4 separate regions of the Mus musculus genome follow, and regions 1, 3 and 4 are each linked to region 2. The links are chromatin contacts, called in public HiChIP or PLAC-seq and promoter capture Hi-C maps. All regions are on one chromosome and are shown on one strand. The core of a region is the stretch at or near the end of the contact, and the rest is flanking DNA. Distances in the headings are between cores, read along the strand shown.

Evidence for each region. Promoter capture Hi-C pulls out the DNA fragments that hold promoters and counts their contacts. HiChIP or PLAC-seq counts read pairs in DNA pulled down with a chosen protein or histone mark. Capture Hi-C pulls out chosen DNA fragments and counts their contacts.
Region 1: a promoter capture Hi-C map of stem cell-derived epiblast-like cells shows a contact between it and region 2, with 8 times the contacts expected there. The contact joins the enhancer-like site here to the promoter of Nyx in region 2. A contact is called at or near these places in 12 of 39 promoter capture datasets (the 3T3-L1 cell line, the C10 cell line, the HPC-7 cell line and 8 more), 1 of 15 datasets of contacts at CTCF or cohesin (embryonic stem cells), 6 of 484 Hi-C or Micro-C datasets (the G1E-ER4 cell line, LSK cells, the P5424 cell line and 3 more), 10 of 115 datasets of contacts at active chromatin or transcription factors (Th17 cells, bone marrow-derived macrophages, cardiomyocytes and 7 more) and 2 of 9 other capture datasets (adipose tissue and liver).
Region 3: an H3K27ac HiChIP or PLAC-seq map of extraembryonic endoderm stem cells shows a contact between it and region 2. The contact joins the enhancer-like site here to the promoter of Nyx in region 2. A contact is called at or near these places in 10 of 39 promoter capture datasets (the HPC-7 cell line, HPC-7-derived erythroid cells, cranial neural crest and 7 more), 5 of 484 Hi-C or Micro-C datasets (Th1 cells, embryonic fibroblasts, growing oocytes and 1 more), 8 of 115 datasets of contacts at active chromatin or transcription factors (embryonic stem cells, epiblast stem cells, extraembryonic endoderm stem cells and 3 more) and 4 of 9 other capture datasets (adipose tissue, liver, macrophages and 1 more).
Region 4: a contact with region 2 is called in a promoter capture Hi-C map of pancreatic islet. The contact joins the promoter of Gpr34 here to the promoter of Nyx in region 2. A contact is called at or near these places in 18 of 39 promoter capture datasets (the 3T3-L1 cell line, the C10 cell line, the HPC-7 cell line and 13 more), 1 of 484 Hi-C or Micro-C datasets (the HPC-7 cell line), 8 of 115 datasets of contacts at active chromatin or transcription factors (bone marrow-derived dendritic cells, bone marrow-derived macrophages, embryonic stem cells and 5 more) and 4 of 9 other capture datasets (adipose tissue, liver, macrophages and 1 more).

The regions. Positions count from the first base shown.
Region 1 is chrX:13,205,521-13,210,918 of GRCm38.p6, forward strand. No RefSeq gene overlaps it. Among named protein-coding and RNA genes, the nearest start is that of 2010308F09Rik, 40 kb to the right of the region's middle. Within about 2 kb of position 2,596, at least 154 of the 459 cell types and tissues checked have an H3K27ac peak or open chromatin away from gene starts, as enhancers often do. A contact at or near this core is called in the G1E-ER4 cell line, the HPC-7 cell line, the P5424 cell line and 11 more, where this site is marked.
Region 2 is chrX:13,459,144-13,465,033 of GRCm38.p6, forward strand. Nyx (nyctalopin) reads left to right here and starts at 1,947. Exons shown (of 4, transcript NM_173415.5): 1 at 1,947-2,340.
Region 3 is chrX:13,259,350-13,264,913 of GRCm38.p6, forward strand. No RefSeq gene overlaps it. Among named protein-coding and RNA genes, the nearest start is that of 2010308F09Rik, 14 kb to the left of the region's middle. Within about 2 kb of position 3,047, at least 23 of the 459 cell types and tissues checked have an H3K27ac peak or open chromatin away from gene starts, as enhancers often do. A contact at or near this core is called in extraembryonic endoderm stem cells and liver, where this site is marked.
Region 4 is chrX:13,628,668-13,634,388 of GRCm38.p6, forward strand. It overlaps Gpr34 (G protein-coupled receptor 34), which reads left to right and starts at 4,102. Exons shown (of 3, transcript NM_011823.4): 1 at 4,102-4,213; 2 at 4,822-4,890. All of the region lies in intron 5 of Cask (calcium/calmodulin-dependent serine protein kinase (MAGUK family)), which reads right to left.

The DNA.
Region 1 (5,398 bases), core at 1,346-3,845, 250 kb before region 2:
CAGAAGGAGGGAGGGGGAGCTAGAGTGAGAAAACCGACTGGGTAGCACAGGCCTGTAGTCCGACCCATGAAGAATTAGGCCATGGCCAGTCTGGGCTCCATACTTCCAAGCTGGCTTGGGCAAATGAGATTCTGTTTCAAACAAAACAAAATAGATAAATAACAATAAAAAGGAATAAAAGCAGCTGTATTTCTTCTTGGACTACTATCCAGAGTTAGAGAGAGAAAGTGAAGGCCTGGCAGGCAGGGCTAGGGGTTTGGTTTCCAGGGCAAGTGAAGGCCAGGGTTGCCTTGGGATGCCCATGGGGTCTTCAGAAAAGTACCACCTGTGCTCCTTTGTGTCAGTACCAGAGGTCAGACCCCCTCTCCCTTTGCTATTTTCATTATGGATTCAGATACTTGAAGATTTCTTTTACAAAAGGGCAGCCTTTCAGACCTGCCCCCTGCCACCAGGCCTGCAGTGTCTCTGGGTAAGCAACTGGAAATTCGGTAACAAACATACCTGGGGGTGGATTAGTTTATGTATGCTCCTACAAGAAAACAGACCAACTTTATTGATTGTTGTGGCACAGACACACACACACACACACACACACACACACGGAGAGAGAGACACACACAGACAGAGAGACACAGAGAGAAGGAGAGATGAAAGAGAAAGAGAGAGTGGTGTGATACGTGTGTAATTTCAGAATTTGAGATGTGGAGGGAAGAGGACTGGAATGAGTTCAAGGCCATCTTGGGCTACTTGATTCCCTGTCTCCAAAACAAAACCAGACAACAACAATACAGAACAAAGAACAAAACTCAAAACCTAATAAATAAATAAATAAATAAATAAATAAATAAATAAATAAATAAATTAAAGAAAGAAAGAAAGAAAGAAAGAAAGAAAGAAAGAAAGAAAGAAATGACTCTAGCTGGGCTGTGGGAGACTGTTTGCTCCTGAAAGGTCTGGATTACACGTCCAGTGGCCTTGGAGAACCAGGCATTCCTGGAAGGAGGGCTGGGAATGGAATTAGGATGGGAGAGAAGTGGGAGGAGAGAAATAACAAACCAAGACAAAGTTTCTCTGACCATGGCTCAAATTGTAATTTTTCAGCTCTGCATTTCTATAGGCAAAACCACAAAACGGAGCCCCTTTGTTTCAGCTGGGTTTGAGTTGCAAAGGAAGCTCTCAGCAGCTCAGCGGGCGGGCAGTCTCTTTCCGCTTGGGCAGGACGCCTGGCTCCAGCGGTGGCGACTTGTTTAGCCAACTCAAGGCTGGGGGAAGGGCCCACATTCCTACCCTGTAAAAGAGAAAAACACAACCAAACAGCACCACAAACAACAGATTACAGGATTGCCACCCCAGGAGTCTTTGGGTTTGTTTGTTTGTTTTTAGATGACTTTTTTCTTTGGTAAGAATGTTTCATTTGTGTCTATGGCCTTGGAGTTAGAAGAGGACATGGGATCCCCTAAGACTAGAGTTACAGCCGGTTTTGAGTAGTTATGTGGGGGCTGGGAATGGAACCCGGGTTCTCTGGAAGAGCAGCCAGTGCTCTTAACAGGTCACCAAGCCATCTCTGGAACTGTCCTGTAACCACCTTTAAAATGCACATTTTGGTGAGGGGAGACTAGCATAACTCTAGATCTAGGGGTAACAATGACTGTGGCCTCTTAGGACATAGTACTTATGTGCCCACATACACAAATAAAAATAAAAACAGTAACAACAACAACAACAAAATAATCCAGCTCAGAGAGCTGGGGCTGTGTCTCAGTTGCAGAGTGCATGGCCGAAGAGTCCCCATTAGATCCCGTATCACCAGAGTAAGGGTTAACCAGCAGAATCCCTTGGCGGGTTGGGGTTACTAAAGTGTGTCCCAAAGATTACACCATCATACCATCATACAATAGATCTCCCGAAAGGAATTTATTTGGGTGGGAAGAGATGGGCTAGCCCAGACAACAAGAGACAGAGAGACAGGGTGAAAGAGTAGGCCGCGATGGGGGGGGGGGGCTGGCTTTTAAATGGTATGCCCGTGGCATTTGGCAGCTGGTGATCATAAAGCTGCTGGCCCTGAGGCGCTGAAGGCAGGCTGGGCCACAACCAGTACCGGCCACAGAAACCAGCTGTTGGCAGAAGTATCGGACCTGCAGTCTGGGATGGTGTGCCCACCCTGGGGCGTGGTCCCACCTGGTCACAAGTAAGATGCCTCCAGCCCTGACCCCACATCATCTACTCACGCAGCTCCCCTGTCCCAGCCAACAGCAACTTGTTCGCCCTGGGGTCTTACTTCTGTTAAGAGTCCCTACCAAAGGCCTGGGGCAAGGGTCTCTTCCTGATCTCCATAGGAGTCTCTGGTCTCACAATGTTTCTGTGTGGGTTCAGTGGTGACGAGGATTAGTTATGGATACACAGAGGCTGTGACACCTGCCAGCTCTGTGCTACTTCCTTTAAGGGCCTGGCCCCACAGCCACGTGGACCTTTGTCCATAGGGGTGGCGAGGAAGCCACACTGTTCCAGCAACCTGATCTTTAACAGAACAGCATCTGTCAGGACTCCGCGGCTCTCTGCCTGGCCAAGCCGGCACACTTTTTGTTGCCAAAGATGGGTGGTGTCACCGGAAGTCTAAGGGAGTGTGGTTCGGAAATCCCCTTGGAAAACCAGCTCTTGTGCCAGACCTCGCTTGACGTTAGGCTCTGCTGCCCTCTAGTGGCCGCAGGGTGGCATGAACCACGAGGGGTTGGAGACGTCTGCTCAATGGCTTGGGAAGTGGGGGAAGGGAACTGTGGCGGTTGCGCAGATCCAAGTGCTTTGTACCCACGACATCTTAGATTCTGCTGCGTCCCCCAACCCCCGATTTTTTTGCCCTTTGTTAATCAGAACTCAAAAAGCACCTAACCCTTTTACATATCCAGAGCACGAAGCCGGAACTAAGGCTCAAGCATCGGGCTCCTTGTTTGCTGGAATCCCCCAAAATGAACGTAACTGTCATACCATACATGTGTGTAAAATTGGAGAAAGGGGATGATATGAGCTTAATTGGTTAAGTGGTGGCTGGTGTATATCTGTAATCCTGCCACTACAGGGGCACAGACAGGGGATTCCCTGTGAGTTCTATGCCAGCCTGAACTATCCCAGTTTAAAAACAGAACTCTGCTATCTCCCCCACTATGACTCTCCCTTTGTCCCATTCCCACAGGCTAAGGGACTTCTGGATCCTGAGAACTCGAGTTGGCGATACAGTTGGAATGACTTTAATGGACCATTATATTTCCATATATAGGAATTACTGGCCATCTTAGGACAGGAATGCTTTCCAGGAATAATCTGCCTGCCCACCTGGTAACGCCACCCTGAGCCACAGCAGTTGGAAAGTAGGTGGTGGAAGAGAAACAGTGTTTCAAGTATTCAGAGCCAAAAGAGGGTCTGTGAAAAGTTATCCCAGCTATTAGTTATGAGACTGAGAGAGATGCCTCAGTGCTTTACAGTACTAATGGCTCCTCCAAAGGACATGGGTTCAATTCCTGGTCCCCATATGGTGGGCTCCCAATTATCTGTAACTCCAGTTCCAGGGGATCCACTGCCCTCTTCTGACCTCCTCAAGATCTGCATGCAGGTGGCACACAGACATGGAGGCAAATCACCCAGCCACAGTGAGACCTCATCTCAAAAGATTCAAAGAAAAGAGGGCTGTGGGAATGGTGTTGACATCAAGGATTTGAATAGAGAGCACCAGCCCAAATCATCATGGTCAAATTAATTAAAGCAAGCTTACCCCCTGCCCTACCCCCGCCTCCACTCACACAAGAGTTTTTCTCTGTAACAGTCCTGACTGTCTTTGAACTCACTCTGTAGACCAGGCTGGCCTCGAACTCAGAGAGCTGTCTGTCTCTGCCACCGGGGTGCTAGTATTAAAGGTGGGGGCCACCATAGTCCACTGCAAACCTGCAAGCTCTTTTTTTTTTTTTTTAATTCATGTGTATACATGGGTTGCCTCCTCTAAGGTGGAATTCAAGGAGTCAGCCTTGGATGTGAGGGAGATAATGTTTTTATAGCTTAGGGGTAGGGGCTTTCCAAATGGGGGATACGACAGGCAAACAGGCAGGGTTACAGAAGCAGAGCAGAGCATAAGAAATTGGTCTTGGGCTGGTGAGATGGCTCAGTGGGTAAGAGCACCCGACTGCTCTTCCAAAGGTCCAGAGTTCAAATCCCAGCAACCACATGGTGGCTCACAACCATCCATAACGAGATCTGACTCCCTCTTCTGGAATGTCTGAAGACAGCTACAGTGTAACTTACATATAATAAATAAATAAATAAATAAATAAATAAATAAATAAATAAATCTTAAAAAAAAAAAAAGAAATTGGTCTTAACAACTTTTGAAACAAGGACATGGTTGCAAGGTGGTCATAATAACCTTTTGAAACAAAAAAATAGGGTTGTCACATGGTCATAACTTTTTGGAACAAAGGCACAGTTGCTGTTTCCTGGAACAAGCAGTATAGAACCATTTGAAGGAAAGGTTACAAGTGGGGCATAGCCCAATCCTTGAGAAACAGTTTTAGCCATAAATACGATGGAGGCAGGATGGTTCATCAAGGGTGCAGCAGGCAAGAACACTACCTGCTCTTGCAGAGGATCCAGGTTTGATTCTCGGGGTCCATGTGGCACCTTTAACTCCAGTTTTAGGGAATCCAATGGTGTCAGCTACACACAAGGTGACATACATGCCCGCAAAACACTCATACGCATAAACATTAAACAAACAAAACTTAAACTATCAGAAAGGGTTGGGAAACATTCCCTCCTAGAGGCCTAGGAGACAGAGTTGAAATGCTGACGTCACATGCTGAATCCTGAACCATGTAAGGTTCTAAAAGGCTCTCTTTCTTCGGCTAGAAGCAGCCAACAATCACTGGGGGAGGAAACTGACCAGCTGCCAAAAGGAGATCTCTCAGACCTGTCCAATTGTCCATCTGTCCAGTTAAGCAGAGGACTTCAGGGTTCAGGATTTGTCACTGGTGTTTGGATGGGTTCTTATGGAATGCATCTGCTTTGTAGTCACCCCTGCTCCTGTAAGTAACCCCTTGCCATACACTTGTTAAAAACCCCAGTAAAACTATGATTTTCAGTAGTTCATCAAGCTGGACTTTGGTGCAATCAGTACATTGGTCTGTCACGGGTTCTCTGTCTAGGGTAAGTAGAGAGGTGTGTGTGCTTGCTCTTTACCTTGGAGAGGTCTTACACGGCAGAACTCAACAATGCAATAGATAAAATAGCAGCTGACTTTGTGATGAAATTCGTTCTCCCCCCACCCTGCTTGTAGTCCTGGCTGACCTTGAACTTGTGGCAAGCCTTCTGCCCCATCAGTGTGCTTACACTTAACTTTTGTTCTTTCTTTTTAATT
Region 2 (5,890 bases), core at 697-3,196:
TTGTCCCAATATATCTTTGTTTTTCATTCCACGTTTTAGAAACATAAAATCATTTATATATAATGTATATTTATAACAATGTACATGCATGTATGAATGTGTATAACAGAGAGAGAAGAGAAGAGAAGAGAAGAGAAGAGAAGAGAAGAGAAGAGAAGAGAAGAGAAGGGAGGGGAGGGGAGGGGAGGGTTAAGGAGAGGAGCGGGGAAGGGAAGGGAGGGGAGGGGAGAGGAGCAGGGAGGAGAGGAGAGGAGAGGAGAGGAGAGGAGAGGAGAGGAGAGGAGAGGAGAGAAGAGGAGACAAGAGAAGACAAGAGAAGACAAGAGAAGAAAAGAGAAGAGAAGAGAAGGGAAGAGAGTCACATATAATCCAGGGTGGCTTCAAATACAGTTCTTCTGCTTCAGCCTCTTGTGTGCGGGCTTTTAGTTATGCATTGTTAGTCGTACCACCAATGATATACTCTCTATAATGTTATATATATTTTAATTTTACTTCAAACTATGTTTATAATTGAAATAGAATCATACCACTTTCCTCCCTCTAGCACTTTCCAGCTACCCTTCCCTGATGCCCTCCTATGTCCTCGTATACTCCTAAGTAGATAGCATATTTTATTTATTGTTACATACATATTTGTGTGCATGTGAGTATGAAATATGCACGCGCGTGTGCACACACACACACACACACATATCCAACCTGCTCAGTCCATTTTTGTTGGTGATGTGTGTGTGTGTGTGTGTGTGTGTGTATGTGTGTTCAAGGCTGACCATTCTGCATTAGACAACCAATTAAGGATGCTCATTACTGGGAGAGGCTAGTCATCTTTCCCAAAGCCATTAGTTGCCTGTAGGTAGCTCTTTGCCTAAGGATGGGGCCTGGTGGATTTCCCCTTCCCTGAGAACATGTCTGTGATATTACCTTTGTTCTGGTTTGTTTATGCAGTCATTTGTAGGAGAGACCATTTCACAGCAGACTTCCTTCTCTTCATCGATGCTCCCTGAGTCATAGATGCAGGAGTGGTGGTGTAGGTGTATCCATTGGGCCTGAGCTCCCTAGAATCTATTGCTCCAGTTGTGGTTTTCTGTGGTAGCCTCCATTTGCTGTAAGGAGAGGGTTCTTTCACGAGGAACGGTAGCCACATGTATCCAGGAAAGGCGACTCTCAAACCTAACAGGATTTTAAATTCAAGTCCAGGTGAGGAAAATGTTTTAAAGCTCACCCATTTTTTCAAATAGACGCCTCAGGGGTTTTGTGGGGTGGAAGATCCCATCCCATCTCAGGCCCGACAGACTTCTTTGTCCCTAGATCCATTCCTTTGACAGGTGGAAAGTGGAAGCCTTTGTATCTTTTCTTTGCTGGTCAGCTTCAAGCTCTAGCCTCGTGTATGTCTGTCAAACACTAATTTTCTAAGTGGCAAAAGGTGCCTATCTGAGAGCAGCAGGGAGGCCCAAGCCTCTCCCAGCATTTGTTTTTCTGACAGGTCATCAGCAGAGACTCAGTTGCCTGGTGGCTCAACATTGCACAGACTCAGGTATCTTCGATGGCTTGTCTTCTGAAATCAGATGTTCCGGGATCTTTTGCCTGCCTTGAATACCTGTGATAAGAGAATTCTGAAACTCTCTAAATTAAGTTACAGGCCAGAGAATGGAGGAAGAGATCAGATGAGATTATTTTAACTGACAGCTTCCAGCTAAATCAACAAAGAAAAGGACAAATCTGCTGCACTGCATTGTTGCCCTGTGTGCCGAAGACTACCCATTGAAGGTCACCTCACTTTCAGCTTTCAGAACGGACTTGCCAAAATGCAGCAATTCTGCTATGGACTGACTAACCCTTCACTCCTGGGACTCTGCCCAATTCCTCTTATCCTAGTCCTTCTGATCACAGATCAGAACAATTCCTTTCTTCCCCCTAACATTTTATTCTAAAGCCTCTAGCTCCTTAGGTCCATAACTACTGATTTCAACTGTTGTCTGGCCGTGCTGCTGGTGGCTTAGGAAACCTGTCCCAGGACCTCTTTCACCTCTTAGCATGTGTCAGCGCCATCAACCATTGTTTCAGAGGCCTCTTTGAGACTGGGACATTGATTTGATACTTGGCAGTTCCCTGCTGCATTGAGTTTGGGTCTTTTCCTTGGGCAAGGCAGATGGGCCTACAGCTCTATTTTTGGAGGCCACAGAGAGTGGCGATTTCACATGCAGCTCCTGGAACGTGCATTTTGGAGTATTAGGGCAGCGAGTCTGTTGAGAAGCACAGCAGAAGAAATCCTGGGCCAACCCTTTATGTGCTGTGTCAGACTGGCTTATTATCCACCCTCCTGACTCCAGGGTCAGTCAGGTGAGTAGGTCACTGAAGGACCCTCTCCAGAGGGACTTTTGGCAGGCTGTCCTTTGACCAGGGCAGCTAGCCTTCCAGCGACTTCAGGTGCGTGACTAAGATTTCCGGCTCAGGCGTGCCCCGGGCCTTTCCGGGCCAGGCAGCCGCCCCCGCGCCGCCATGCTGGAGCCTGCTTCCTGGCGGGGACGATAAGATAGGTTGCGGTGGCACTGGTCCAGCGCTGGAGCTTCAGCGCCCTCTGATGGGCAAGCCTGGGAGGGCGGGGCCCATGCTCGGATGCCCCGCCCCACCAGACCTTGGGAGCGGGCGGGGCTGCAGCACGGGTTACCCGCAGTGGCTGTCCAGGTTTCGCAAGGACGTGACCTTGAGAGGGAAAAAGTCCCCTGGTGCGTCACGAGTGGTTGCTAACCCGGGCTAGCGAGCTGAACTAGTTTTCGAAATCCAGAGAGGTGGGAAGGAATAGGGACTTAAACGTTCATACTGGGGACTCGTGGCCAGCTGCCCCTCTACGACCGACCGCCAAGGCACGCTTTGTGCGCAGGACCCGGAATCCGGTACGAGCCTGCATCCCGACTTTGTCTGGGCCTGTCCTTGGGGTGACGTCATTCTGAGAGTCAGCAGAATAAGTAGCGTCCCCTGCTGCAGTCCAGAGCTAAGGCTGTGAATTCAGGTCGATTCCCCCAGCCCTACAAGGAGCCAGGGATTCCAACAAAAGGATGGTTTCAGCTAAGGCAGTTTAGGGGTGCCTCATCCTGATCTCACATAGGCAGTGAGGGTGACTCTTTGGCTTCTTACTGGAATCTCAGGAGAGAAAACAAAAAAAAAAAAAAAACAACAAAAGCAAAACAACAAAAACCAACCATAACCTAGGCGACCAATTCCTTGCTCTGCCTTCAGCATTGTAACCTCAAGTTTTCTGAAGAAGCTTCGTCTGATTAGAACAACTTGGTGTGGAATTTTGTGAAAAGAGGAGAGTCAAAATTGACTTATTTTAGAACCTTTAATAACCATTTACTTTATTTTTTTATATCTGACCCAACATGTGTGTGTGTGTGTGTGTGTGTGTGTGTGTGTGTGTGTACGTGAATGGATGGCTCATGCCCACCAGTGCACTTGTGGAGTGCATGTGGAATCCAAAAGACAACCTTGGGTGCCCTTCCTCAGAAGACATCCAATTGATTTATTTTGAGACTTGTCTGAAGCTTGCTAAGTAGGCTGGCTTGGCTGGCTTGGCTGGCTAGTGATCTGTCTGTTTCTGTTACCATGTTGGGTTGTTTTTTTTTTTTTTTTTAATGTGGTTTCTGGGGATCCAACTCAGATTTACTGAGTAAGCTATCTTCCCAGCCATGACCTAAATTCTTTACAAATTAAAAAAAAAGTGTTTGTATTTGTGTGTGTAGGTGTGTGTGCCACCTTGCATGAGTGGAAATCAAAAACCAACTTACAGGATTCTCTCCCTCCACCATATGGGTCTGGGGGGAATCCAACTCAGGTTATCAGGTTTGGCAGCAAGCACTCTTAATAGCCGAGCCATTTTACAGGCTCCTGGCCCAACGTTCTTGTTCAGAGAAGCCCTCATCAGTATATCACAGAACTTAGCAGACCTTTGACCTCCACCTACCCTAAAACAAAGCACTCTAGATGACACATACCTATGGAGCAGCTTTGTGGCTGTGCAGTTGCCAGGCTACATGATGTTCCTACCAATGTAATTGAAAGTTTATTGACTTACAACTTTACATTCTTCTGTGACTATACAGTTCATGTCATCTCTTCTACTGTGGAATGTGACATTCAAGGTTCCCAGGCCATATGACTCAGAATAAACTATTTTCTTACTTCCTTTATGTCAACACTTGGCATCTTGAGCAACAGGTCTCTTGCAGTTTCTGAGCCCTAGTTTCCTTACATGAGGAATCTAGAGTCTGGGTTAGACTATGAGGCACAGAACTTCAGGGAGTCCATTTGAGACCAGAAAGTGAGAGGAAAAGGCAGGATAAAGGCCAATCTTTATCCTAGTTCTTTTATTCTAGATCCTTCGCTCATTTTCACACAGGCTTCACTTCAGGCAAACAGTTGAACACCTCCACCTAGATAGCAAACATAGGCTAGCCTCTAATATTTGTGGGATCTGGGGTTAGAGTATACAGGGAGGGTCATGTACCACGTGTCTAAACGTTTGGACGTTTTAAATATTTGAAAGTTATAGATCTAACTAACTAACTAACTAACCATCGAATAAAATATGTCCTATCCTCCATCTCTCTGTCTCTGTCTCTGTCTCTGTCTCTGTCTCTGTCTCTGTCTCTGTCTCTCTCTCTCTCTCTCTCTCTGTGTGGTGAGTTAGACACATTTCCTGAAAGTCAGACAGATAGGGATAACGGCCATGACTAGAAAATAAGATGACAGATTTCTAAGATGACCAGCTTCCTCCTCTCAAGATGGCTGCCTTTTTCCTCACTGCCCTGAACTGAGACAAAGGCCTAGCCACCTAAAATAGAGGCCTGGCGGGCTTCTTTCTCTTTCATGAGTAGGACCTGATGAGCTTAAGGCCAGATCAGTCAATGTCTACAGGCTCTTGAGTTCCTGCCCAACAGAAGCTGTTTTTAGGAAGCAAAATGTCTACAACATGTTGGCACATAGCTCAAGATGGCTAGCAAATACACAGTCCCTCATCTCCCCTGGAAGCAGTCATCCGGGTGCTGGCTGGGCAGGAGAAGCAGCAGCGGCCCTGGGAGCCCAATAACAGTGCTTTATCCACCTCACCCCCACCCCATCCCCTGGGGAGCTTCTGTCAATCACCTCCCAAACAAAATAATTCCATCTGTGTCCTTGTCTCCGGATCTACTTCTGTGGGAACAAGAGGCAGAGAACGTCTTATGCTGCAGACCAGGCATCCAGAAATAAAGGCATGAACTGGGGTTGAGACTTCTTGCCCTCCCAGCTCTCTGCCTCTCAACAACAAAACTTTGCTTGGTTTCCTCGGTATCAGGCTAAACGTGCCATGCATTAGCCCTCCATAATGGTCTAGCTTCTATTGGGCATGTGTATGCCTGTGAAGTAAAAGCAAAAGAATGTGGCTTTAGTATCTGAGCTCTAGCCAAAAGCACCCAAGGAGACTCCCTGACCGCCTGAAGCCAAGAATCCCCTTAATAGGTTCAAACTAACCTTTCTTAACGAGAGATACCTTTCTTTCTATAGCTATTGAAAGGACCCATGGTGAGGGCTGTAACTTGCTCCTATGTATTGCGTTGAGAACACAGGCTGGGATTAAAAGGAAGATTAAGGCTTCAAAGGTCAGTCTGAGATACTGAGGAAGACTAGGAGGGCTGATAGCTTGCTGTGAGATAACCAAGCTAGACTGATAAGAGGAAGGACAGTGACCTCTGGTTTCCCTACCCTCCAGTAACACACAAAAGACACAGTCATCCTTCCATTTATTCTTGCTTCTAATGAACAGCCTTAATTGCTAGTAAAGTTGGCTCCTAACAAGAAGCTTCTAGCTGGGAGACCACCCCAGAGCACTGTATAGACAAGGAGTTAAATATGG
Region 3 (5,564 bases), core at 1,797-4,296, 200 kb before region 2:
TATGCCATGGGTTGCGAGGCTAAGCACTGCACAGAGGATAGCTTGCTGTTGGCATCCTGTGGAAGGCACGTCTGATTGCATGAAGGTTCAGTGTCCTAGTTCCCTTCCCCCAGGAAAAACGACACGGGAGCTGGCCAAGACCTCTCTGGGTGATGAGCCTAAGGGATGGTTTTGTGTAGGGCCCCTATGCTTGCACACTGGGGATCAGACCTCTACCTTCACCCATGAGGCTTGCTTGCAGCAATTAAGATCTGGCCATAGGTTAATTAACATCCTGGCCTTTTGATGCACCTGCCACAAGCAAAACACAATCTCCCCAGGTGTGGCTTGGCATGATAGAGAGGTAGTCAGTGATAAGACTCCCTGGGCATGTCACCAACCTAAGACAGGGATCAAACCAATGCTGTTTGTCACCCAAGGACGGGTAAGGGGCATGGCTGCGGGGGGCTATCTACAGACATTCTCTCTGCCAAAAAAGAAAAAAGGGGGAATTGTGGGGAGCGGGTGTGGCGGCAGTCCCAAAGGCGCCAGGGACTGCAGCTAAGTCATATGACTTGCACCTGACTTCCTCATATAAGACACAAACATCTTGAGTGCTGCGCAGGTGTACCAGGATACAGGTGAATCCAATTTGGTGGAGATTTGCCCCTGCTGCCCTGATTAGCTGAAGCCTCACGACTGGCGAGGGGGCGTGGCCTGCGGTGCGTGGATGAGAGAGAGTATAAAAGGAGTGAGAGGATTATTATTCGAGGGAGGATTACTATTAGGGGGGAGATATAAAAACAAGGGAGATATGAACAAGGGAGATATAGAGAAAGAAGAAACAGGACTGAATAAACGTGTGCAGAAGGATCCTGTTGCAGCGTCGTTCTTCCTGGCCAGTTGGGCGCGCGCAAGAACCAGGTTTTTCCATGTAGCCCTGGATGTCCTGGAACTCTCTCTGTGGACCAGGCTAGCCTGCATGTCTCTGCCTCCTGAGTGCTGGGACTAAAGGCATGCACTACCACTGCCTGGCTGTTGATTGATTGATTGATTGATTGATTAGAGATAGGGTCTTACTATGTAGCCTTGACTGTCCTGGAACTCCCTATGCTTTGTATACCAGCCTGGCCTCGAGCCCACAGAGATCCTCCTGCCTCTGCCTCCCAGTGATACAGATGTGTGCTACCACTCCAGGCCTGAATAATGTTTAGTTTTGACACAGTATATCCTATCCCAGGCTGGCCTCCAATTCCCTGAGTATCCCAGGATGGCTTTGAACTTCTGACCCTCTTGTCCACACTTCTATGGGATTTTAGGCATACACCACTGCTTCTAGTCAATGAGGTGCTAGGGATGGGACTCTGTGCTTTCTGTATGCTAAGCAAGCATTCCACCAACTGAGCTACATACATTCCAGCCTTCTGGAGAGATCTTAATTGCCTTGATGTGGCAGCTTGAATAAGAATGGCCCAATAAGCTCATATATATGAACTCTTATTTTGTTTTGGTTTTTTTGAGATAGGGTTTCTCTGTGAAACCTTTGCTGTCATGAAACCTGCTGTGTAGACCAGGCTGGTCTTGAACTCAAAGAAATCTGCCTGTCTCTACCTCCTAAAGTGCTGAGATTACAGGTGTGTATCACCACTGCCCAACTTGAACTCTTTGAAAGATTTAGGAGGTGTGCCCTTGTTAGAGAAAGTGTGTCACTGGGGGTGGGCTTTGAGGTTTCAAAAACCCATTTCTCTCTCTCTCTCTCTCTCTCTCTCTCTCTCTCTCTCCCTCTCTCCCTCTCTCCCTCTCTCCCTCTCTCCCTCCCTCCCTCCCTCCCTCCCTCCCTCTCTCCCTCTCTCCCTCTCTCCCTCTCTCCCTCCCTCCCTCCCTCCCTCCCTCCCTCCCTCCCTCTCTGCCTGCAGATCAGGATGTAGAACTGTCACCTACTTTCTCATGCCTGCCTGTCTTCAATGTTCCCCACCATAATGACAATGGGCTTCAATGGGCTTACCCTTGAAACTGTGAGCAAGCCCCCAATTAAATGCTTCCTCTTATGAGTTGTCATGGTTGCCTGGTCTACAGAGTGAGTTCCAGGACAGCCAGGGCTACACGAGAAACCCATCTTGAAAAAAACCAACAAAACAAAACAATCAAACAAAAAACCCAAAAAGAGTTGTCATGGTCATAGTATCTCTTCATAGCAATAGAACACTAAGACACTTGAGGTTCTCACAAATCGTGATGTGAGACATTTTTTAAGGAATAGAGAGTGTATATAGAAAACAAATACAGGACCAGAGAGATGGCTGTAGTAGGCAGCAGTGCTTGCTGCCAAGCCTGACTACCTGAGTTCAGTCCCAGGGATGCAAATACTGGAAGGAGAGGTCTGGTTCCCAAAAGTTGTCTTTTAACCTCCACACTGGCATGGTGGCATCAGCATGTCCCTCCCCAGAAAATGAATAAACATTAAAAAGAATCAAAACACAGTTGCAAGTCAGAAATGTTAACTGGTTTTATTTTTTCAAATGTAATTTAAAAAAATATTAGTGTGTGTATGTGTGGTGAGAGACTTCCTGGAAAGATGCACCACACACACACACACTCACCAAGAAAGAAAACCCAGAACAGACCAAAGTAATAAGTGTACAATTTGACTACCCAGTAAGTTTTCACTGGAGTTCCTAACAGTAGTATGGGTAGGGCTGAAGGAGCAGGCACCTGCATCAAGGAAAAGTCCACTAGTGATGACTCATGCAAGCTGTGTCCCTAGTGCTCTCTACACAACTTGCAGACATCTGTCTCCACAGGCCTGAGAGATCTCTTCTCCGAAGACCCCCTGGTAACAGTCTCCTCCCCCAGTAGCTGTTTGCTGCTTCTAGAAAGCAGGAAGAGGCCTCTGAGAATTTTAAATTTCCAGCTTTCCCAGGCAGAGTGAAGTTTGTTTATCTCCTAGATCTCAAGATAGTGTCCCTCCATCTGGGGGAAGAAACTCTTACGCAGGTCTGAGGGAGGGTTGGGAGATAAGATTGTCTCCAGGGTAGCTTGTAGCAGCTGGAAATCTGTCACAGGACTCCTTCAGGCCACCCCTCCCTATGCTTTAGGCTCCCTACGCCTTAGGCTCCCTACGCCTAAGCCCAGGCCTAGGAGGCTGGCCTCCATCTCAAGAGCTACATTGTTCAATGAACCTTCCAGAAGTGGGATGGTGTACTCGGTATCCCTTGGAGACTGATAGGCCTGGTTTCTCCCACCCTGCATGACTCCTTGAAGGCCTGTCCACCCATAGTGTTGTATATATTAATACAATTGAGGGCCAGAGAGATAGCCCAGAGCTTCAGAGGCACTTGTTCTTGCAAAAGACTTAGAGGTTCAGTTCCCAGAACCTACATGGTATTTCACAGCCATCAATAAGTCCAGTCCCAGAGAGCCAATGCCCTTTGCTGACCTCCACAGATGCTAGGCACCCAGATGGTGCCCATACACACATGTAGGCAAAATAACCATGCTCATGAAATAAAATTTAAAAAGAGCTTTAGATTTACACATCACACACACACACACACACACACACACACACACACACACCCCTACCTACCTGTTTCTTTAGTGTCTATGTGTGTGGTAGTGCATTCCACAGGCATGGGTGTGGAGGCAGGGGATAACTTGTGAGAACTGGCTTTCTCCCCCTACCATGTGGGTTCTGGGGCTCATGTCAGGATTGTCGGCAAATGTCCAAATGTCTTTATCTACTAAGCCATCTCACTGGCTTTTCTTTTAAAGCCTGGGTCCCCTTTTTACTCTGTGTCCCAGGCTGACCTCTAACTTTCAGGCAATCCTCCTGCCTCAGCCTCCTAAGTGCTGGCATTACAGACATAATCTCACTCTCAGTTCCGCAGTTCTTTGCTTTTTATTGCTCAGTCATCTATGATATGAACATGCCAGGTAGGTGGTGGGGGTGAGAGGTAGGGGGCAGAGGGTGAGAGGTGGGTGGGGGTGTGACCATTTGTCCACTGAAGGCCATTATAGGATACTTGCAGTTTCAGACTATTACAGATAGCCCTGTTACAAACATTTGTGTAAGAGAATTTGTGTGAAAATAAGTGTTTATTTCTCTGTCTGGGACAAGTGACAAAAAGTACAAATGCTGGATCATAGGATAAGTCTATTTTCAGCCTTAAACTGAACTGCCAAATTTTTCCCGAGTGTCAGTATCAGTGTCCATTCCCTCCAGCAAGTGACCCAGTTTCTCTACAGTCTCTCTAGCATTTGGTAGTGTCAGCATTCTTCATTTCTGTCAGCCTGATGGGTCGATTGTGACGTCTCACTGTAGTTGTTTGGCTTGATTTTGAGCCAGGGTCTTACACAGCTGAGGCTGGCTCCTGGGCCTGCCTCCCAAGTGTTTGCATTGCAAATGTCCTCACCTTTTTTACTTTTTAAATTTTTAAGCAAGGTCAAACTATGTAGCCCTGGCTGTCATATAACTCCCAGTGTATAGGGGGCTGACCTAGAACTCTTAGAGATCTGTAAGACTATATATTTTTTTAACGCGAAAAAGGTTTACAGTTCAGAGATCTGCCTACATCTGTGTGTCTCCTGCATTGCATGCTTGGATTACAGGAACACCAGCACATCTGGCACTCTCTTCCTTCTCAATCCTTCCTCTTTTCACTTCACATCTTTAGGCTCCCATTCCTTCTAGTTTCATGACCCTTTCTGCCCCCACCAGTTTCCATGCATGTCAGAAAACATGTAATACTTGTCTCTGAGATGGATTTATTTCACTTAACCCAGTGCTCTCCAGTTCCATCTAGTTTCCTGCAAGCAACATCATAATTTCATTCTTTATAGCCAAGTAAAATTCCATTATCATTTCATCTGTTGATGAACACACCTAAGCTGATTTCATCACTTTGGGCCATTTTCTCTTTTTTAAAAAATTTTGAGCTAGGCGTTATCTGTATACAGCCCTGACTGTCGTGGAATTTACTATTTACTCTGTAGACCAGGCTGGCCTCAAGCTCACAAAAGATCTGTCTGGCTGAGCCTCCAAGCGCTAGGATTAAAGGCATAGACCATTAAGCTTTTTATTTTATTTATTTTTTTATTTTTATTTTTTTTTGGTTTTTCGAGACAGGGTTTCTCTGTATAGCCCCGGCTGTCCTGGAACTCACTTTGTAGACCAGGCTGGCCTTGAACTCAGAAATCTGCCTGCCTCTGCCTCCCAAGTGCTGGGATCAAAGGCCTGCGCCACCACGCCTGGCTGTTTGTTTGTTTGTTTGTTTCCTTGACAGGTTTCTTTGTGTAGCCCTGGCTGTGTAGCCTAGAACTCACTTTGTAGACCAGGCTGGCAATGTTCAATTAGTGAGTTTTTACAGTTGAGTTTTGAGCCTTCCTTCTCTTCCATGGTGCTGGGGATGGAGCCTTGGGCCTTGGACCTGCTTGGCAGATGAGCTATCTAGAGCTACATCTCTACTCATATGAGAGTTCTTTATATTTTCTAGGTATCAGTCCCTTTTCAAATATTTTGTCCAGTTTTTATTTTTCATCCTTCTAAAAGGATCTTTCACAAAGCAAAATTTTGATTTCAATATGAA
Region 4 (5,721 bases), core at 2,852-5,351, 170 kb after region 2:
AAACTACCCGGAGACTCTGAAGAGTGAGCACTGTAATCACTTTGGGGTTTAGAAAGGATCATCCTGAGTACTCTGCAGACCAGTAACTACAGAAACAGGAATGAGAAAAAAGAGCCCCCTGAGCTGCTTAGACATGAGAGGATGGTGCTATGGAGCGATGGCAAGAACTTCTGTTCTAAAGGTAAAGCTGGCAGGAGCTGCTGATGGATACATTGAAAGAGGAGGTCAAGCCTGAGAAGCAGGTTCTTGCAATGAGCCTTGGAGTGAAGATAAAGATACTACTTACTGAAATGGAGAATTCTAGGGGAAGAGTTTGAAAGACAGACTATTATTCAGTTTTATAAGATAGGGTAGGATAGGAGCTGGGATTAGAGATGTGAATTTGGGGATCAACAGCCAAGATAATGAATGAATGAAGTTTCTGAGGGAGTGACTACTATTAGAGAAGACGATGGGAGTTGGGTCTCAGTGGGTAAATGGAGGGCAGAAAGATCAGAAGAATCTAGCAAATGGAAACCAATGGTCAGACAGGGAAACAAGGTGAGCATCAGAGTTTGCATCTCAGAAGCCAATGGAAAGACATTTTTGTCAAGAAGAAATGCTTAGTAGTGATCAGTGTTACTACAGCCATTTAAATTGAGAAGTGAGAACAGATGATTAGCTTTGGCAGTTTGGAAGTCAATAGTACCAATGACAAAAGTGGTATTGGTGGCATGATAGACATAAAAATGTCCATTGGTCTAGGTTCTGCAGGGAATGGGTGTGGAGACAGTAAGTAAAGATAAGTTTCAAAGTTTTCTGTGCTAGGAATGGAGGCAGGGGATGCAGCGAGAGGATCATGTGGAATTGAAGAAACCCCTTTTCAACAGTGTAACACAATTGCAGGAAAATGAATAAACTTCCACATACCTATCACCTTGTATGAACAAATCCTCTTATTCTCCAAAGCTTTTTATTACACTCTTGTGTGTATGTCCTTGTGTGCATAATTGTGTGCCATGTCAAAGGACAACTTGTACATGTCAGTTCTTTCTTTCCACCGTGTAGGTTCTGGGGATCACACTTAGTCACCAGGCTTGGTGGCACTCACCTTTATCAGCTGAACCACCCTTCTGCCATTCTTGTTTTATTTAGCTTCATTTGTTACTCTTTGTTTAAGTATTCAAAAACCAATCATAAAATTTCACTTATTTACCAAGTTCAGAGCCTCTAACAGAGGACTTAAAAATAATGTTGTGGTATCCTTGGCAAACAGTGCAGTCAGATCTAATAATAGAGACATTCTAGAAAGTAGCAGGCTTATGCTCTTCAAAACTAGCTTTGGACTCAAGGATTTCAGTGAAACTAAAGATGTATCACAGATAAATGTCATCTTTTTATTTTTGCTCTAAAAATATTATTAGGGCAGCTGATGAAATTTGTAACAAGGATTGTCAAATATATAATGGTATTGTTTTAATATAAATTTCCCAATTTTGATTACTGTGCTGTATAATGTAGCTTTTTCATAAGTCTAAAAGTATGTCCTGACCCCCAATCCTATTTTAAAGGAACCTAAAATAACTTCTTCATGTGGTTATGCTTTTATTTTGTCATATAATGAGGCTCATTTAGTTTAATTAGACTTGTACAGTTTGGGGTTTTAATTACAGAAAACATGTCTGTACTTCCAAACTCAAAATTGCAAAACAAATTATATTCAGAGGTCTAATTTTTCTTTTCTTTGATTATGCTTCAATATTTCCCTCCTTCTTTGTAGGATATTAAAAGTAAGAAATAACATACATAGAGACATACAGACCTTTCCTGTAATGTGCCTGTAGATATAGAGGAGGTTCCTTTCTAAGGGTTTCTCTTTAATTAGAGAAACAAAAAGCAACTCCTAGCTGAGAGTGGGGAAGGAAATGAGGTTGCTGGCAGTTTGAGAAGGTCAAAGGTGTGAAAAGCTATTTCTGAGGGAGGATTAACTAGGGCAATGGCCCTTACATTTTAACTCCAGAATCACACAGACTCTTGGGTCTAGATGAACTTCAGTTGCAAGCTTCTGAATGAGATATATATATATGTGGGACTACACACACACACACACACACACACACACACACACATATATATATATATGAAGAATTTTTTATTAGAGTTTTTTTCATTTACATTTCAAGTGCTACCCCCTTTCCTAGTTTTCTCTTTGAAAATCCCCTATACCCTCCCCCTCCCCCTGATCCCACTTTGCTACTGGTCTGGAAGTCATCCTTTGAGAATTACGGGACTAAGGACATTAGAATTCACACTAAGGATTTCTGGCAGTGCAGGGCCCCTTAAGGTTTTGGATTGCCAATCTGAAGATAGGCTATTCTGTATGGCTGTGTGCTTGTAGCCAGCAGTCCTCATCTTCACTGGGGAGGTTCAGAACTGGAAGAGGTGGCAAGCTGAACTTCACTAGGGTTGGGTTTCACATAATGAAGGAATGGTGACAAAGTTCAGAATGATCAGGAACTAGAACATAATATTCAAACCTTACATCAGCGAGAAAATGTGGCTACAATATGAGAACACTAAAAGCTGAAAAGCAATTTTGAAATGGGATGTCATAAGTGTAGGACAATAGTACAATACAAAACTAGTATTTATATTGTATTTCAGGAGATAAAAAGCACATTATGACTCATTTAGTCATGAAAATCCTGACAGAATCTTAGAAATATTTGCATATTCATGTTGGTTGCAGCAATATTGCAATATTCATAATTGCCCCAAAGCAGAGAAAATTTACATGCTTATTGAAAGATAATAAAGAAAACGAAGTATAGGCAAACATTGGAAATATGCAGCCTTAAAAACAAAGGAAATTAGGTTACACGTTATAGGTGAACCTCAATGATAGTAGGCTAAGTAAAATAAACAAGTCACAAAAAGGTTTTATAATGGAACTCAATGTCACAGAATCATGGTTGCCAATGTTAAGACTAGGGGCAGAGAAAATTCGTGTATAGAGGGTTTAGAGGTTTAATTTTGCATCATAAAAATGTTATGGTGATCTGCTGCCTGATGGTATATGTACACTGAGCAGCACTGCATGATAGAGTCAAAACTGGCTATGTGGTAAATCTAGTGGTATGTGTCGCTTACCACAGTAAGAAAAAAAATACTGCTGGACAGATACAGTAACCATCTTCCTGCTCAGAGATTCTCAGGGGGAAGTAAGAGTTATAAAATACTTTTATTCTAACAATGTAAAATTATGGTCTCACATGTTATGATTCTTCAAAAAACTAAACTAAAAGTTCTGGGGACTATGAAGTTCAGAAGAATATTTCCAGAAATACTTACAATGTTAGATTTAGACAAAGCTGGAGGATAACAATCATGTTCCAAACAACAACCAAAAGGGGAAATGACACTCGAGTGCAGGGCCAGCAGTAACACAGATGAATTGATGGTGGTTAAACAGTGGACTGTGACCAGAATGGAAGCTGCAGAGCCTCAGCATCTTTTCCTTGAAATAGGAGAGAGCACTTCGGCTTACTTGGGTGAGTTTACTATTGTGCTGAGGCGAAAATAGTGCTACAAATCCCACCTAGTCTCCAAATTTTAAGATGTTTTAGGAAATGAATCCATGGTCTTTAAGGAAGATACAAAATGATACTAAAATAATATAGAGAGTAAATAAAACTTCAGCAGAACCAAAGAGTAAAAACAAAACAAAACAAAAGCCAACTATTAGCAATGCTAGTATACTTTGGGGCAGAAAGTTCATATACTTCATGATGGTAGTAACTTCTAAAATGAATCTGGAAGGAAATGGAAATTCAGGGGTTATATTCTAAAATCCATACAGGACATCACTCATCATTTCTTAGGAAAGAGAGCATCTGCCCACTTCTGATTGTATTTTATAGTTTGTTGGCATCTTAGGGGACAAATGCTCTTTAGTTTAGGCTAGAAGGGACTCATACAGAAGATGCAATTTCCTAAACTTCAACTTGAAGCTGTTGCTAAGAGTGGTATCTTTTCTTAGCTCCAAACGGGACCCAAGGGCTGTCACAGTGAAAAGAGAAAGAAAAGGGGAAAAACAACTGTACCACATGTGGATATAAAAAAGAAGAGAACTCTAGCCAATTGCACCACCACCACCGGATGGAAGAGCCCAGCTGACACAACCTGGTCTAGGGAGTTTTGGGTTTACTCCTTTTACTTCAGGAAAGCTTCAACTGTAAGTATTCTCTGATTTTTAAAAGCCACACACAGCAGCCTTTGTTTTAGTTAAAACTTGATTATTTGAATGTTCAGAGTGAAGCTCGATGTATGCTGGTAACACTATTCTGCTTTCAGCAAATCTCTGTTTTTTAGAGTCACTGAGTAAACTGCTTTGGACGACACCTTTGCTTTTCAAAGGAGACTTCTTTTTGGATAGAATAACTAAGAACAATGGTCACATTGTTTATTGGCATTGCGTAGTCATAATTATTTGCAGTTGTATTTGAATCAACTAAAGTTATTTTCAGACATAGTAAATTTAATTGCAATATACTACAGATTTCCTATTTATTATCTCTTGACTTCACAATGCTATACTGTTTCCCCATCTTAAACATTTTTATTATATTTTTATTATCTTATGGTACAGACCAGTTACAATTTAAGTTTCATGTTTTGGAACTAAATAAAGAGAATACTCTAGAAAAGAAAAATAAACCACAATATATTTTTAAAAATTAATTCAAACAATTAAAAGTAAACAGTTAAGTTTATAACAAAACTAAATATAGTACTAATATCGTTATTTTTCAAGTAACATGCTTTCAATTGTTCTGTATGCAGCAGTTCCTGCAGCTTCTGAAGTATGGCCTGAATAGATTCAGTCATTATTATAAGTCCATTGTCAAATAGGTATGTATTTCAGCACATGATATTGATAGAAATAACACCCAAATAACATGTTACATGATCTTTTCTTGGCTACAGCCACTGAAGAAAATCTGGGAGGTAGGATGGTGGCAGTTGGGGTACAAGTGCTCACTTAGGGCTGCAAACAGGAATGGGGCTTGCTGAGTAACAAACACTACCTGCTATTAGAGAATGAGTGGGACTACTGTATGAGCTACAAGTCAGCTCTGCCATGCCAACAGGCTATGCTCACTTATTTCTCATCTTCACTGGCAAATTCTTATAGCGAACAAGTAAAATATGAATAAGTAGCCTTAAGAATAATTAGTGAATCCAGGTGTGATGGTGCATGCCTTTAATCCCAGCACTTGGGAGGCAGAGGCAGAGGCAGAGGCAGAGGCAGAGGCAGAGGCAGAGGCAGAGGCAGAGGCAGAGGCAGAGGCAGAGGCAGAGGCAGAGGCAGAGGCAGAGGCAGAGGCAGAGGCAGAGGCAGAGGCAGAGGCAGAGGCAGAGGCAGAGGCAGATTGCTCTTTGAGTTTGAGTTCCAGGACAGTCAGGGCTACACAGAGAAACTCTGTCTTGACCTCCCCAAATTAATTATAATACTGATGATGGTGGTGATGATGATCACTGAGTGAATGATACCAACATACCAGATGACTTATGGATGACTCATTTACTTCCTTGCTTTTGCAGTATTGGATATCAAACTCCAAGGGCTTTGTACTTCTAGGCAACCGCTCTACCATTTAGATATGTTCCTGGCCCTCTTTTAACTTGTTCTTTTGAGGCAGGGTCTCACTAAGTTAGACAACATTGCTGTAAACTTGTGAT